Linked DNA regions of Muntiacus reevesi: region 1 is linked to region 2. Evidence: chromatin contacts called from public Hi-C data. All regions are on one chromosome and are shown on one strand. Each heading gives the region's core, a stretch centred on a gene start, on an enhancer-like site or on the middle of the called end of the contact. The rest is flanking DNA. Distances are from core to core; before and after follow the strand shown. Region 1 holds the start of ADSL (adenylosuccinate lyase). Region 2 holds the start of TNRC6B (trinucleotide repeat containing adaptor 6B).

Evidence for each region. A called contact is a pair of places that touch in the nucleus more often than the background predicts.
Region 1: a Hi-C map of muscle shows a contact between it and region 2, with 6 times the contacts expected there. The contact joins the promoter of ADSL here to the promoter of TNRC6B in region 2. A contact is called at or near these places in 2 of 3 Hi-C or Micro-C datasets (blood and muscle).

What each region holds. Positions count from the first base shown.
Region 1 is chr1:55,214,370-55,217,989 of mMunRee1.1, reverse strand. It overlaps ADSL (adenylosuccinate lyase), which reads right to left and starts at 1,834. Exons shown (of 13, transcript XM_065944404.1): 1 at 1,613-1,834. The coding sequence starts at 1,783.
Region 2 is chr1:54,956,839-54,960,262 of mMunRee1.1, reverse strand. It overlaps TNRC6B (trinucleotide repeat containing adaptor 6B), which reads right to left and starts at 1,632. Exons shown (of 24, transcript XM_065944391.1): 1 at 1,405-1,632.

The sequences.
Region 1 (3,620 bases), core at 585-3,084, 260 kb before region 2:
CCTAGCTAATAGATAATACAGATTCAGGAGATATCAAAATGGGATGCATTTCAGGCAATGTGTAGACTGGGCAGAGGAAAGGATGCATACTGACTCCACATTTCAATTCCAGCTTGAAGTTCTTACAAGCTTTGGTGACTGGCGCCAACCTCATCTACAGGGAGTACCAAGTGAAACAGAAAACAGAATACATGCTAGTAGGTAACAAACCACAACACACTGCATGTCCTGATCTATTTATTGTTATCTGAGCTCTATGTTTATGAAATCTGTGCCTTCATTTTATCCTCTGTAAAATAGGAATCACATACTTATAAAGAATTGTTTTGAGAATTAGTAAATTAATTTTTAAGGTTTTCAAACTGCAGAGCACACATAGCAGGCACTGTAGAAACATCTGCTAGCATTTAAAAAAAATTTTTATTGGAGTATAGTTGATTTAAAAGAATGTGTTAGTTTCAGATGAAAAGCAAAGTCAATCAGTTAGCATATATCCATCCACTCTTTTTTAGATTCTTTTCTTTCATAAGCCATTGCAGAGTATTGTGTCTGCTAGTGTCATCTACTACTTTACTTCTTGAGCAAGGTGATAGGAAGGTGATAAAATCTAGGAAGAAAGTTTCCTGTTTGGGGACCCTATACCTTGGTCCTAGGTAGATACTCAGATTGTTTTTGAGGTTACTGTATGTCATTTTGGAGAGGACTGCCATCTTGCTTGTTGTGGCATTTTTCTCGGAAACTTTATAGCTCTTTGGATCACCCTCAGCTTCCTTCAGCGCTTCTGTGAAGATCCTTCTGGGGCTATTTCTGAAACCGCTGGGCAGAATACCTCTACATGAAGCTCTCAGAACCCGTAACTCGCATCTAATAACCCCCTACCCTGATTCTCTCTCCCCAGAGACAAAAAAAGGCAGTCTACTGAAGAGGAAACAATGGCCCAGCAAATGTGTATTTTGCAGAGACAGGTCTCTGACTACACAGAGGCATGTGGAGGGTGAGGTGGTTGGGTGCTCAGTCAGGCTTTGCAAGGTCATGGGTTCACACCCGGGTTCCTTTATTAATACGTGAGTGCTAACTCGCTTCAGTCATTTCCGACTCTTGGCGACTCCATGGACTGTATAGCCTGCCAGGCTCCTCTCTCCATCGGATTCTCTAGGCAAGAATACTGGAGTGGGTTGTCATAATGGTTAGGAGCAAATATCTCACTGGCACATCATCGGGGCTTGGTCTTCTCTCCTATAACGTGGGAAACCGCCCCCTAGTTTGCAAAGTCTTTCTGGGTTAACCGGGTAAAGACGTGTACAGAAGCGAGCACAACCGCACAGAAGGAGCACTCAGCGGTGCACTCCTACAGGAACCGCCAAGACTTACTCCCGGAAACGGTAACTGCACTTCTCGCCGCCCACCGTCCATCTCCGACCCTCCACCATTAAAACATGTGAGGTAACAGGTGACGACGGCTGGGCCTCCTGCCCTGGCCTTCCTGGGGCCGTTCCTCCGGAAAGGGAACATCCGGCCGAAAATAGCGGGGCAGCTGCCGGGGGAGGCTCAGCCCGCGCTGGAAGTCCCAGCCTGGCACGTGCGGGGCCGGGCCCGCCTCCAGGTGCGTTACCTGCTCGGCCTCCGCCAGCCACAGCCAGAGCTGCCGCCAAGTCCGGAATTTGTACTTGTCGCTAAACAGGAAGCACATCTCCGGGCTGGCATAACGGGAGGCAAGCGGCGAGCGGTAGCTGTCGTGCCCGCAGGCCGCCTCCCGCCCGCCACGGTCGCCGCCCGCGGCCATGCCGGACTCTGGACCTCGCCGGAGCCAACAGGGTCAGCGAGGGCGGAAGCGGAAGTCCGAGGGCGGGACTTCCTCCACTTGGTTCCACCCCCGGCGTTTCCGGGAGACCCGAGACCTCAAGGCTGCTGGGTTTAGGCTCTTCGCTACTGAGGGTTCAAGAGTTTCTCTTCGTTTTACGAGAAACGTGATCAGTGCTTCACAAGTTACCTCTGCAGCTCTGCGTCTCAGTTTTCTCATCCGAAAAAAGATACATTAAGACCCGCCTTTAGGATTGCTCTGAGGACATCAAATCGATGTCCAAGACATTTGGAAAGCTTTTTTTTTTTGTTGTTGTTGCTATTATTTTTGTCTTCTCCCCCTCCCCCACTCCTACCGCCCGGTTCTGAGACAAGTACAAGAGAAGGGAAATCGGCATTGAGTTCCCCGCCCTGGAACACTTTCTCACTACAGCTTACTCAAGGTCCAGGTCAGAAAATGTCACCTGATGAACCCACTCTTCCCTCTGGTTGGCCACTAATAATAAAACCACTAACGTTTATGGTGGTCTCACTGGTGGCTCAGACGGTAAAAAAATCTGCTTGCGATGCAGGAGACCTGAGTACGATCCCTTGGTGGGGAAGATCCCCTGAAGAAGGAAATGGCTACCCCACTCCAGTATTCTTGCCTGGAGAATTCCATGGACAGAGGGAGCCTGGTGGGCTAGTCCATGGGGTCGCGGAGTCCGAGGGTACTGGACTCTTAAACTTAACTCTTAACGAGGGTACTGGGGACTAACACTTAACTTTCACTAGGTATCAGGCACTGTCCTGAGTGCTTTACACATTAAATCCATGTGAGGGTCCTGAATTGTTCAGGTATTATTAAATAATATAATACATTACTCTCCAGTGCAGAGTAAATGCTCAATAAATGCCGGCCATTATTCTGATCCCCATTTTTCAGGTGACAAAGTGAAGGCATGGGAGAGTTGACCGTCTTGAGATAGCTCACACGTGGCTAGAAGGGCATGAGCTAGGAGTTAGGGCAAGAGCTAGGAGTTAAGTGTAGGCAGACAGGCTCCAGGCTCCCAGTTCTTACCAAACTCAAATGTATTCTTTCCTTTGTGCTACAGTAGCAGCTACTATATTGCTTTGAAATTACCTGTTTTTTAGTGTCTCACTATAAGGGGATGTCCATTTTGAATTCTCAGCTTGTTGGTTGAGGTGAATGGCCCTGGCCCCTTTCCCAGTAACCGTTAAGACTTAAGGGATATTAAAAGTTCTGATTAGATCTCAAGATTTGCAAGATCTCATCTTTGACAATAACTTTTTGTCACCTTTCCGTTTTTTTTTCATGATTTACTAAAAAATAGACGGACCTCCCCTGTAGTGTTCTCCATTCCCACCTCAGATTTCATACAGGTCTCTCTCGTACCTCTCACCCGAGTTCACTGCTGTCGGCCTTTTCCATCGATGGCAAGCTTGGTGCGAGTGGGGATCACGCCTGCCTTGGTCCCCGGTGTCTCTGGCAGGTGGATCCAGCACGGGACTTCACAGCACAGGTGCTCAGTGAGTGAGTGCGGGGTAAACGAATGCTGTCCAGAGGCGCCTAGCCCACGAAGGGAAACAAGGCCCACAGTTACCAAGATTCAAGTTAGACCCTGACATCGCCCTTCCCTTTCCCCCAGTCTCTCGAATTCCTTCAGTGTCTTCAGGCCGTAGATCCTTCATGTCTCCACCTGGGCTTCAGAATTGTCAGAGTGGACTGCAGCACCAATCCTGGAAGGCCTTGGCCATCAGAGAAGCCCATCAGTTACCTGGTATTATCACCCACATTTTCCTCACCTACGTCCCCCCTG
Region 2 (3,424 bases), core at 383-2,882:
TTCGTGTTCCGGATGCTTGCCTTAGTATATGGACCTACTACATTCACATCTCTCCTACTACTTACCTAGTGAGACAACGCACACGGCAGAGGTGTCAATGTGCTAAAAGTTCTGCTTTTTAAGAGCCATTTACATAACACTATCAAAAGCTAAACAGTTCCAAAGCCACCCGAATCAATAGGAAACTATCATCCTACTGAAATTCCCCACAACTAGGAAGAAAACAGCCGCTATTGTTAAACTTAGACAAAATACTAAAATGTAAGACTTCTATACATCTTATTTCTGTTTGCTTAACTGCTGGGGGAGGGGAACAGTAATTAACAACGTTTTATTCACCGACTATGGAGAAACATCTCTGGCTAATTTTGTTGTATATTTTGCCTATATTGTAAGCAAATGGCCAACTTGAATTCACCTTATGCCTCGCTTCAACCTTTAGCACAGAGGCTAAAAAGTAATAGTGCAGCCGGCAGATACGTGAAAAAGCAGAGAGCCTGAAAAGACCCAGACTAATTCCTGGTGTTCAAGTAACCGAGGATGGGCTGGGCCTTAAGGTCACCGACAAGAGGCTACCCTTATTGGGTGTCTTCAGCCACTACATGGTGCAGTTAAGCCCACTGTGGAAACCCACTAGTTTGAAACCAAGGGCGCAGGACCAGGGAATGGCAGAAAACACTTCTGGCTGGTCGTCCGCTGATAGTCCCCTCGCCCTCCTTTCCCTGGGGAAGAGTTAATCGACCTGTGGCCACACAGGAGCTGGGACGACCGGCCCGGGTTGGGCAGGGGAGCGCATTCACTCTGTCACGCAGGTCTTGCACACAGGTGGGGACCAGGGGGCTCCGAGGCCTGACGCCTCCCTCGCCACCGCCAGGCAAGGGGCCCCGACGCGCCTCCGTGGGCTTCGGCTCTCCGCCGCCACAGGGACCCCTCCCGGCCCCGAAGTGCCCCGGCGACGGGAAGCGAACTCTACTCGACCGGCCCACCCGGAAGCCCTCCCCCAGCTCACACCTGCCGGCGCGTGACGCCCGCCGCCGCCGCCGCCGCGCGCGCCCGCCCGCCCGCCGGCCCCGACCCGGCCATTCCGGGCGCCCCTGCCCCGCGCGCGGACATCGCCCGCGTCCCTCCCCGCCCCGGGGTCAAACCCACCAGACGCCCGCCCCGCGGAGCGCGCGCCCAACGCCACCGCCCCCGCCGGCCCCGCGCGCGCTCACGCCCCTCCCGGCCCTCTCCCCGCCGCGCGCGCTCACTCGCGAGGACACGCACACGCTGCGCCTCAGCTTGACAGGCCGGCCCCGCGCCGCGCGCTCCCGCGGACGTCCTCGCCCACCCGGCCGCCCGGCTCTGACTGGGCGGTGAGCGGGGGGAGGGGAAGGGCGGCGGTGGCCGTCGGTCCTCACTCACCGCCGAGCCGTGCCGGCTCCGAGTGCGCGGCGTTCCGCTGTGAGGCGATGCGCTGCGATGCGCGCGGTCCCCGCTCCTTCGCAGGCTATGGAGGCGACGTAGTAGGGGGACTGAGGGGTTCGGGGGAGGGGGTCACTCCCTCCCGCTTCACCTCCGAGAAACACGGGGACCCCAGAAACTAAAAACAAAATAAACAAACTTTCCCCTCCGCCTCCCTCCCCCAAAACCACAACACAAACACTCGGGGCCCCGCCCAGAGCCCCACTCCATTGGCCGGAGGGAGGATGCTGCCGACCCTCACTGGCTGGCTTTTGTGCCCGTCAAGCTGCCGTTCCGCCCCTCCAATGCCTCGCCGTAGCCGTCGCCCCTCATTGGTCAAATGCGTTCCGTTTGACGAGCTAGGATTGGCTGAGCTCCCTGCGCCAATCATTCGGGGACACACCCCCTCAGCATCCCAGAGGCCGCTTCCTCGGTCGCGGACGCGGAGAGGAGAAGGGGAAACTAGAGCATGATGGCGGCCGAGTTCAGTTGGCGCAACCATCGTCTTTTTCCTTTTATTAGCTCATTAGTGCCTCGCCCTCGCGCTGTTCCCCCTGAGCTCCTCGCTCCATCCAGTACTGCCTAATAACGGAATCTATACGTCCTGGCTCCTTGATTTATCCCCTCAGAAGTGCTGAGTGTGAGCTGGTTGTGAGTCATTGGACTGTCAGCATGTCACTCGTTAGTCAAATCTTCAAACTATTGGTGGAACGGCTAGAAAGCCCGTCCAACAACAAGGGCTAATGCTATTGGTTTGTCTCCACCGAGTTCTTTCCTGGTACGTTATTGGGCAGATAGGCGCGTCGGTGATTCGCACTGTTAATTGTTTGCTAGGCAGTTTGGATGACTGTTCATTTGGCCTGTAGTTGGTAATAACGACTACCCGCTTGCGTACCGTATGCGTGCCCGCTTTGTGCCATTGTGCGGAGTTCTTTACAAGGACTATCGATTAAAGCTGTGAGTTCTCTAAATTTTACAGATAGGTTCTCTAAATTTTACAGATAAAGACACTAAGGCGCCAGAGAGGTTAGGACACTTGCCCAAGGTCACCTAGATAGAAAATAGTTGGTAAACCAAAATTTGGTCCCAGATCTGTCTGACTCCAAAGCCTAAGCTCTTTTCACTGTACTTTGGTGTCTCTCTTAGCCTAGAATCGTACCTGTCAGCCAACCCTACAACTTCAAAAGGTTTCATTTCAGAGGTCCTCAGTTTCTGGAGGTGACACTGTTGGGGACTAAAGCTATGGATAGGTTGTCATTGCCTCCACTGTATCTTCTCCTCCAGCACCCATTCCTCCCACCCTAAATGAAACAGTCTTGGTGTTTCCTGATCGGAAGCCCATTTACCTTTATGTTCATTTTCTCCACTTTATAAATAAATAAATACTTCTACCAGCCTTCTGGTTCAAGCCTACCTTCCCAACTCCCACTCATCCATCTTCAGCTCACTCTTTTCTGAGAGAGTCCTGAAGAGCCAGAAACGAGGAGAGAGTCCAAAGAGGGAAAGAGAATAAATAAATCGGTTTAGGAATATTTTACTGTATGCCCTTTCTGGAAAGCTTCCAGAGTAGCCCCTGATGCTGTGCAAGACGTGTGTTCCTGGCTCCTGGCCATTGAATTCTTTCGTGTGGCAGCTTTCAGCAGAGTGAATCCAACATTCCAGCCAGGGGAGGGCAGAATGCTTAGGACCCATTGCCAGAGAACCAGCCCTAGGCTCTGGTACTGAAATGATCTCCAAGAGCACAGTGCTGGACTCAGGCCCACGTCTGTCTCCGGTAATTAACATTTTAGCATACCAAATCCCCATCCCCTGTAGCTTCAGTAGGATCACTGCCCTTATTTCGCCTCCTGATCCAAGCTGTTGTGTAACCTCACTGGCACTGCTTTAATTATAAAACAACTACTGTAACACAGAAATAGTGCTCAACACTTATAGCCTTTCAGCAGAGGAAGATAAGTGTTTCACAAACATCAATTAGCAT